2 separate regions of the Gossypium hirsutum genome follow, and region 1 is linked to region 2. Evidence: chromatin contacts called from public Hi-C data. All regions are on one chromosome and are shown on one strand. The core of a region is the stretch at or near the end of the contact, and the rest is flanking DNA. Distances in the headings are between cores, read along the strand shown. Region 1 holds the start of LOC107939260 (two-component response regulator ARR8). Region 2 overlaps LOC107939245 (protein NRT1/ PTR FAMILY 5.4).

The links. A called contact is a pair of places that touch in the nucleus more often than the background predicts.
Region 1: a Hi-C map of leaf shows a contact between it and region 2, with 3 times the contacts expected there. The contact joins the promoter of LOC107939260 here to the enhancer-like site in region 2. A contact is called at or near these places in 18 of 34 Hi-C or Micro-C datasets (callus, cotyledon, fibers and 4 more).

The regions. Positions count from the first base shown.
Region 1 is chrA05:109,184,162-109,188,932 of Gossypium_hirsutum_v2.1, reverse strand. It overlaps LOC107939260 (two-component response regulator ARR8), which reads right to left and starts at 1,619. Exons shown (of 2, transcript XM_016872560.2): 1 at 1,266-1,619; 2 at 374-1,181. The coding sequence starts at 1,371. The coding sequence ends at 718. It overlaps LOC107939261 (60S ribosomal protein L7-1), which reads left to right. Exons shown (of 6, transcript XM_016872561.2): 6 at 1-40.
Region 2 is chrA05:109,136,208-109,141,502 of Gossypium_hirsutum_v2.1, reverse strand. It overlaps LOC107939245 (protein NRT1/ PTR FAMILY 5.4), which reads right to left. Exons shown (of 5, transcript XM_016872544.2): 5 at 4,707-5,295. The coding sequence ends at 4,903. Among protein-coding and RNA genes, the nearest start is that of LOC107939245, 6.0 kb to the right of the region's middle. Within about 2 kb of position 1,977, at least 2 of the 9 cell types and tissues checked have an H3K27ac peak or open chromatin away from gene starts, as enhancers often do. A contact at or near this core is called in hypocotyl, where this site is marked.

The sequences.
Region 1 (4,771 bases), core at 370-2,869, 48 kb before region 2:
TAGATCAATACTAATTTACCATTTCTTGTTTGTTGAGAAAGTTCCCTACGAGTCTTCTTCTTTAAATTTTTTTCCCTTTTACAGAGAATAGGGATAGTGTTTGGTTTCTGAGAAACTGAACGAAAGAAGAAAGAAATTAAAATAGATTTTCGTTAATTGTTGTAGATTTGAACCTGGAGAATAGACATCAACGTATCATTGGATCAAATATCGATCTCTCTGTTAAGCTCTAAATTTCAAGCAGAATATTCAATTTCCAAGGAAATTTTCCTGAGAAAATAGTTGTTCTGCAGATCAGACGAAAAAGGGTATGAAGTAATGAAAGAATGTAATGAATCTGACACCGAAATCGAAGGAGGAGCAAATCTGTTAATGAACCAACAAAATTGAGTTTATATTTTTCCTTGTGGTAATTTACACTTGGGAGTCTTAGATTCCATATAATTCTAAAACGTAACATGAAAAAAAAAGTAGGTTTCTCTCTTCTTTGAAATGAAAACCAAAATCCTATACTCTGATTCTGTATAAAGCAAAGGAAGAACCCCCCCCCCCAGAACTAAGCACAATCGTTTCATTCAGTCAACAGAGTTGGGATCTCAGCCTCCACACCCGAATCCCGATCCCCACTTTGGATCGAAAAAAAAAAGAAAAAGAAAACCAGACAGAGAGAAAACCAATAAACCTGAGAAAATATAAAAAAAAGTGTTCGGAAGATCATCAGACAACTTCCAATTCATTGTATCTTGGTCTTGTTCTATCAGGGGATTGAATTTCTTCACTACCCTTCCTTTTATTAGTGTTGGATTGCATTTCAGTTTTGGTTGTAATTCCTTTCATGAGATGAGGCCTAAGCTTGTTTACATCTGATAACTTAACAGGTTTCAAAAAGAACTCCTCTGCTCCATCTTCCAAGCATCTGTTGATTCTTGATGGGATATTCTCAGATGACATTATGACAACCGGTATGTCTTTAAAGGATGAAGATTGTTTGATTTTCCTCAGGAGATCATACCCCGTCATTCCAGGCATACAATAATCCGTGATGATCAAATTCACCCCCACTTGATGATCCTCATCTGCAGCAGATACTGATTCGACACTCGAATTCCTTTCTTCATCTTCATTCTCACCATTCAATCCCAGAAACTCCAAAGCCTTGCTTCCAGAATCCACTGCAGTCACTGTAAACACACAAACATCATCAACCAATGTTCCCATCATTCATATTTTCCTGATTTAAGAAAAGAAGGACAAAAAAGGAATACCTTGATAAGAGGAAGTCTTGAGAAGCCTTTCAATAAGTTTTCTATCAATGAGACTATCATCAACTGCAAGAACATGAAACTGAGTCTGGGTGGCCATATTTCCCATGAAGAAGAAATAGGGAAGAAGAAGGGAGTATTAAAAGGGGAGAGACATGGAAGAAAATGAGACAGTTTGGAAAGGCAAGATCCGGCAGATATCATCCAGAATCTCCCGGATCTTCTACGTTGATTTTTGAATTGGACTACAAGCAAAGATGATGCTGTGTTTTCCTTTTTCTAAATATTAATAATAATATTCTGTTTGACCCTTTGATTAAAAGCTTATTGGCCTTTTTGCTTCATGGAAGGCTACTGTTTCCACCTTTTCTTTTTCTCTCTATTTTATTTATTATGTGATGTAATCTCCTTAATTAAGGATTTTCTTTTCTTTTTCATTTCTATTTACTATTTCTTAACCAAATGTCAACATATATATATATATACATATATAAGATTTCAAATATTTTTTTAAACATATGAAAGATATTGGCAATCACCATACATTTTGACTTTTTTTTTTACTTTAAAAAAATAAATTTTTCCAATTTTTTTGAATAATCTGATCGCTCCTCAATCAATATGCTCACACTCACATTCTCCTACATTGGTAACAATATTCATGCCAATCAAATTAAAACTCAATCGGCGTTGATTCCATTAGCTTGAAATAAAAAAATTTTAACATTTTACGATTTATAATTCTCTTTTTTTTTAATCTTTTTCTATAATACAATGAAATAAAAGAAAAGTGTATAATTTTTATTTCAAATGATATAATAAATCTGTCCAAATAAAGAATATATATATAATTAAGTGTGTATAAGATTATTATTATTATTTTATTACATATTAAAGACATAGACATCATCTTGTAGAATTTTTCGATAATGTGATAAAAATGGATAAAATAAGAAAAGGAAATATAATATTAAATTCGATTATATTTGATTTAATTTTGTTTAATACATCAAATTAATTTGAATTAATTAAGAATCAAATGTTTGGGTTTAGGGGGATGTGATGTTTTGAAAAAGAAAAAAGAAGAAAATATTTGTAGGGCCTTTTCAATTGGGTCCCTGAAACTGAAATCAAATTCATACCATTTTTTTTATACAGTAATTAAGAATGGTAAGGAAGACATGAAATTGATGGAGTGTTGATTTTGAAGGGAACATTTGTGGGTCCTTTATCTTGAAATTTTGTAGGAAAATAAAGAGGAAACTTCAATTCAAATTATTAGGTTTCCAACATTTCATGTCTTCATCTTTTCTCCTTTCTCAATCATCATTTTCTTTTCTTCTTCCCTTTTTCCATTTTCAATAATTTTCTTCTTGGAAAATAAATAAATAAAAGAAAATGGATCTTCAAGCTTTACTATTTGTCCCCAAAATAATTGTTGCTTCATCTCCATTTTTTTTATTTTTTATTTTCCATTTAAAAAACAAACATAGATAGCTGTATGAATAATAAAGTCTCCACAATTTGTTTTGTCTTTATTATTTTTTTAAACACACCATGTTATTAATGCTTTGCTTCTTTCAAGCTTCAAATTTATATATTTTGGTATTTAAATTTATTTTTTTCTCATTTTTTAAAAGTAAAATGAGATAATAATAATTCAAATGTGAAAATAAAGAAAAAAGGGGTTGAAAATTAAATAAATAATAGTATAAATGTTAAAATTGATTATTAAGAATAATAAAAAAAAAGGTTGGAAAAGAATCCCATGAAGATGGAAAGAGTGAGTGGGTGAGTTTGGAGCAAGAGTTGGGTTGGACCCACCAAATCTTTTCAAGGATATGCTTATTTCAGCTGCCTAACTTTTCCCTTGTTGGAAAATCATATGCTCCATCCATATGCCATTTCTTTAAAACCATATCCTCCAATTCAATATTTAACAATAACAAAATTAGTGCAATATCTTAATATTTTTATGGGTGGCTAAGCTATTTTACTTTTATATAATTTTGATTTGATTTATATATTAGATTATTTAGATTTGGATATTTATATTTTATAAGGAAAGAGGTATAAATTAAATTTAATCCAATATGTGATACAATATAATTTCATCAGTGTTAGTTTTGAGGATTGAAATAATGCAGTCAGTAGGACTTCAACAATAATATAAAAGATCTTTTAAGTTTACATTCATAACATTCTAATTAGTCAATAAAATATTGTCTAATTTGGCTATTATATTTGTGTGCTTATCCCCCTCTTTATAGATGTGTTTGAGCGAGCTTTGTTCCAACTTAGATAGCAGGAGCTGCAATAAAAATAAGCACATCCAAAAAGCATTTTCTCATATCAATTTTCTTCATAAGGTTGACAACAATTTCAACTACCAAAAATTTGATATTAAGCTAAGTAGCTAGCTTTAGGCCATCTTAAAGGGCCCTGAAGCTTAGCTTCAACACTCGAAATTACTTGTAAGTGATGATATGAACCTACAACCCAGTTCCCACAGTAGTTAGCCTCTATGCTTCCTATACCTGAGTTTCCAATAGTTGAACTATCAATATTTAGCTTGCAACCTAGGTGTTGGAGTTTTCCATTTCATACTAATAATCTCACACAAAGGCAATTTCTTAACATTACTTGCCATCGAAAAGAATTTTCCAACCTTGGCAATCGTTCTAGGGATATCTTTATTTTGATCACCCTTGTCAAAAACAGTTTTGTTACGACATAGCCAAATTTCCCATAGAATAAAGCCAAAAAGAGTTTTCCAAGGTATATAATGTTTATGATGAAAAAGTTTCGATCTTCAACCAATCTTTCCATACCAAGGTTGATTGATTGATTGAGTTGAGACTATGATCCGATCCCTCCCACAATTTTCTACTAACAAGATACCATCTTAGAATGTGTTCCATTATTGCAAGGTTTGCATTACAAAAGGGGTAGGCTTGAAATAAATCCAATCCATTTTGTAAGAGAAGCTTTTATAGGTAGGAAGTCATAAAGACACTCCCACAGAAAGAATCATTTTTTGAGGAATTTGTAATCTTTGTATCCATCTCCAGTCTACACCCTAATTTGCATTCTATTCTATGTCAATTCCTGCTACCCATTTTTCAGGCTAAATTCTCCATTCATTGATGTTAGCCTGGATGTCCCAAGCTTTTGTTATAACAACATTTACGATAAATTTTATTTACTAAGTCATTTAGTGTTCAAACATTTTCAAAGCATTTCAAGGACTTGCAACTCAAAAAACATATTTCAAATGTGCTTTAACTTATCCAAATATTTTTGAGTCAATAGGAAAGTGTTTTTAAGTTTTTAAAATGTTTGTAAAGCATTTTGATAGCTAATTATTAATACAGAGGGTTAGGGTATCGATACATTGCAAGTCAGTATCCAAATAACAAAACTGGAAGGAAATGTATCAATATATCATGTATTGATACATTGTTGTTTTTATTGATACAATGATGTCATAATGTCTATAAATGACTAAT
Region 2 (5,295 bases), core at 728-3,227:
CTCTGATATGTGCTATTGACTTTACTATGAGTTGTTTTGGGGCTTCCTATGTAAGTATGGGAAGGGAAAAAAAGGTTTTACTTGAGATTTGTTGGTCAATAATAGGCTTGTTCATATTCACTTTTTCTTGTATGTATAATTGTATTACCAATGACAATTGGTTCATTGGATTTCAAATTCAAAATTCTCTCCTAAACAAAATCTCTATTTCAACTACAATATCATATTTCAAGTTTCCAACTTCCTTTAAAAAATCTTTCTTTGTAATTTTATTTATTTATTTTTCCCCCTAAAATTGAGACCATTCAGCTCCTCATGTCCAACGTGGCAAGTTAACTAGTCACGTCACCTGTTCCATTAGGCCTGTAATAGAAAACGTTAGTGGGTGACTAATTTATCATTTTTCTAAAGTTTAGTGATTAAGTTGTAACTTTTCAAAATTTAATGGCTGTTTTCTTATTTTAGTCAAAGTTGAGTAATTGTCAATCTAGTTTACCCTAATAATTATTATTGCTTTCATATCAATTTTATTTTTAGGCTTACATTTTGGATTGCAAATTTGGACTATTATATACACAAATATTTAAGGTTTATGTTTGGGCTGCTAGCTTCAATACTAAGCCCTTTTTCAAAATAAGTCTCTATAATAATTGAGTAAACTTGAGGGGTCTGGTGAAAGGTTTGGTCTTTTTATTTTTCTTCTTAATTTTAAGTATTTTTCACTAAAAAGAAATTTAAAAAACTTTTCTAAATCTCAAGAACTTAGAGTCGGTCTGGTTTCAGAAAATAATTTTAGTTTCGATTTTCCTGGAAAATTTCTGAAAATGATTTTTGGAAAAGGAAAATAAAAATATGTGAAAAAAATTAGAGAATTAGAAAAACTGATTTGGAAAAATGAAAAATGTTGAAAATAAAGAATATTTTGAAGTTTCATTTTATGCTTTAAATTTATTTTGGTTTAAATTTTTTTAATTTTTATTTTTATTTTTATAACCTTTAAATCTTATTTATTTATTTATTTTCATCTTTAAAAATACAATTCGATTATAATTAAGTTCATCATTCAAGCGGCGCCACTATCTTGGTAAATAATTAATCTAATTATATATATATATAAATCTGATTCTATAAACATGGGATTATTTTTCCACAATATTTGCTTTGATTGTTTGATTTTTGGTTACCAAAGAGATTCATAAGAATGCAAGCACTAGAATTTGGTTTTGATTAAGTTCAAGAGCTGTCACTATCTTAGTAAAACTCACTCTTTTCTTTGCATGAATGCCTTGTGAAAGAATAGGGATAGGCAAAGTAGACAAATTTAGAGAAGTATGTCATGCCATCAATAGCAAAGTTGAGTGTTCTTAAACATCATCTGTGGCACTTGCTCTTAGCCCTGATTTCTTAAAAAAAATAGACTGCAAAAAGTTCAAGAAACAAGGTTGTGGAGACTAGAATTAGAAAGCTTCAACAATTATCCACTAAATATATATCCACTATCTTCTAATGAAGACAGATGCTTTTTTTGGTTCTATCCATATTGACTTCGGCGGCAATAGTTCAGATAGTGAAGGGTTTGAAAAAGGTAAAAGAAAAAAACACGGTATCGATTCAATTTCCGAAGATCGTGATCTAGGGTGATAAGATGGATAAAATGAAAGCATTCTTGGATAAGTGGGTATCCATATTGAGTGCAAAAGAAGAAACTGGTAAAACAAAAGCTGAAAAAAACAAAGCGTCTATAATTAGTATTGTTTTCGACCCTTATTCTATAGGAATATGCGTGGACCTTTTTGAAAAAAGTGGAGTATGTTTCTTCACATTCTTATAATAAAGCAGTTGAAAAATTCATATCTGCAGAATGGAGACAAATCTTTGTTGCGATGCCAGATGTGATGCGAAAGGATTGAGTGGATAGTCTAGATTGGTCTTAAGTTTTCTTTTCTTTACTTATTTTTATTTGTTAGGACAAAGGCTGTCCAGCACTAACAACTCGGCGGCTAATCAGTCACCTGATTAGTTACGATGTTGGGACAGTCCAAGTGTTTTATTTGTTAGCTTATTTGACTTGGCATTTTTCATGTGATGTTTTTATAAGGAAATAGACTTTTAAGGCTAATTTTATTATGCCTTATAGTCATAATCAAAGTTGGAGTTCTTGAAGAGCGTGAGATCGACTCGGCTTTATGGATAAAGCTTAGGCTTATCCTTTATCATTATTATGGCAAATTTATGGGTTGACTTTAAGGAGATTAACCCTTTTTTTTTTTTGGATAAGATTGGAGGTAATTTATTCTGATGATTTTATTATAGAAGAAGATTTTATCTTGGATTATGTTGATTGAATAGGCTGCCATACCTATTTAGAGGTAATCAATACGCATGTAAAGATGCATCGATTAAGGAAGTGTTATTTTGATTTCGATTAGTAGGAATTCTTTGTGAAAGATTGAACATTTGTAAATGAAGTTTTGGGTGAGTAGTTGTAACAAGCTAGATTGGCTATTAGGGTTGCAATTACTTATTTGCGTAATGGTAGATTGGGTTTAGCCAATAGATGGTTGGATCAATTGTGGAATAAAATCATTCACTGAGCGAGGTTTCACAGAGTAGGATTGCTTCCGAATTGTGTTAACAAATGATTGTATGCAAATATCTCCTTACTTTTTCTATTTTTTATTTTTGTTTCGTTGACTATTTTATTTCATGTCTGAACACATGTTTAGACAACCAATTTGACTAACTACTTTCTTCAGTATTGTAGGCAGATATATCATGCAATGTGACTTTATAAGTAGGCATTAACCAAGAGGAAAGGAAGAATTATTTAATATAAGGCAATCTTCTATTGAAAATGTGATTGAACGAAGTATTGGAGTTTTGAAAAAAAAAGATTTACCATATTGAGAGATATGTCCAATTGTCATAGAAAACAATGTTATATACCGAAAGCCGAAAGCATGTTGTACCGTGCATAAATTCTTGGAAGCTAAAAAAGATGAATTGTTTGAAGAGGGTGAAAGAGAAAACATGCAAGAATTCGATGAGACAGAAGCAAGTTTTTCAGGTTACGATGAACATATTACGTTTGATATGTCACAAACAATTGAAATGGCTCAAGCTAGAGAAGATATTGCTAAGTAATTATAGATTAATTATAGGTATAATTGAGAATTAAAAAAATTATATTATATACTTGTTTCTAGTGAAGCACATTTGATTTTATTTAAAATAATGTTTGACTTTTCTTTATTTGATCACTTTTATCTAGTTAATTACATTTTATTTTAATATTGCAATACATATTTAATTAACTAGACTTTAATTTAGTTATTTAATTATTTTTTATTTTTATTTTAAAGAAATTTATATGGAATAATATAAAGGTTGTCTCATTTTAGGCTAATAAACTAAAGTGTGTAAATTTCTCAAATCCTTGTATGGTTTAAAACAAACACCTAAACAGTGATACGAGAAATTCGATCAAATATTAGTAAATAATTTTGTTGAAGTAGATAAATGTATAACAAAACTTGTTGATGGATATTGTGTGGTCATTTGCTTGTATATTGATGATATGCTTATTTTTGTACTAGTTATGAGTTAGTACTTGAGACAAAGTTTCCTTGCTCCTAAATTTGACTTGAAAGATATGGGTGAAGCAAATGCCAAATTGGGTGCTAAAATCATAAATAAACGGGATAGCATAATGCTGTCACAAGAATATTATATTGAGAAATTTCTAAAAAAGTTTGGATATTTTGATATTAAACTAGTGAGTACTCCTTATGATGTTAAAATTAAATTGTAGAAATATAAAAGTTATCTAAGTATGTACATATTATTAGAATTCTAATCCATTTAATGAATCTTAGTCAACCTAAAATAGCATATGTTGTATGTGGATTGGGCATTATACACAACCCAAATCATGAGCATTGGCTGGTATAATTATACTTGAAAGATGTGGGCTGCTAAGATGGCATAGTGATGTTAACTAGATTTTATATTTAAATGAGATAAAATTTATTATTGGTTATGGATTCACCCTCGAAGTGGTACAATTACTTGAAAATCAACCAAATAAATTGTTATAGTAAAATTTATCATGGAGTCAGAATTTATTACTTTAAAATTGATTGGTAATGAGACTGAGTGGTTAAAAAACTTGTTAGCAAATATTCCATTGGGCACAAAACCAACACCTTCAATGTCTAAGCCTTATGATCGTCAATTAACAATAGTCATTATAAAAAATAAAAATTTCAACGACAAAATAGAGATATTCTAAATTTAGGAGTACATGGCACTTATAAATACCATGCATTGCCAAGTTGTCAAAACAGACAAAAAGAAATCAACTATCATTCTTCCTTCTTTCCCAATCGACATTCATCCCTCTTTTAGCTAAGTGATATTTTGTTATTCTTGCTCCTTGTTCATTTGTGAAATAGAAGTGCTTACTGAATTTTGTAAAATACATTTTCCACGAATTATCCTTAATGATCGACAATCTCAAACATACCAACATGATGATACTTTTAAACAGGTTCAAGGAAATAATTAAGGTTTAATACATCTTAAATCAATTAATAAACACAACAAGATACTTTTAAACACAAACAACAGGATGATAGGTTTGATATTCATGAATTTAACATATCTATGTTTACTTTATACAACTAGTATATAAAAAATGAGAAATTACATGCATAATTCTTCATCTATTTCACTTAAAATTAAAGGACCTAAAAGTATTAAAAAAAAAGAAAAGAAAAAAGCCCTAATTAGTTTTGCATTTAAACTTTAATTTGAGATTCTTACTTCCAATTCCTAGTTGGTACATCTAAGATGTAAACTAGTGAGTATTTGCATATATTGTATATCTGGATATCATGTAATTTATACTCTAACATCCGAATACCCTTCCATTTCCAACTCTTTTCCTTCACTTATTTCATCATATCCTTCAACCTTTTTGTACTCAAAGGCACTAGAAATCCACATATAGACACATAGATTAATAGCACTCAGCCCTGCCAATACCCAATAGAAGTAATTAAGATTTGAACGGTTCAGATTATCTCCCAACCATTCCTTTCCATGCTTTGAACTGATCATTTGAACCACTGAGATGATTCCAGTGTTTACAAAGCTCCCAATTCCCACTATACTTATATAAGCTGCTGCTCCAATGCTTCTCATTTCTTCCGGCATTTGATCGTAGAACAGTTCTTGTAATCCGATGATGGTGAACACGTCTCCGATCCCAGTGAGTACATATTGCGGAAGTAA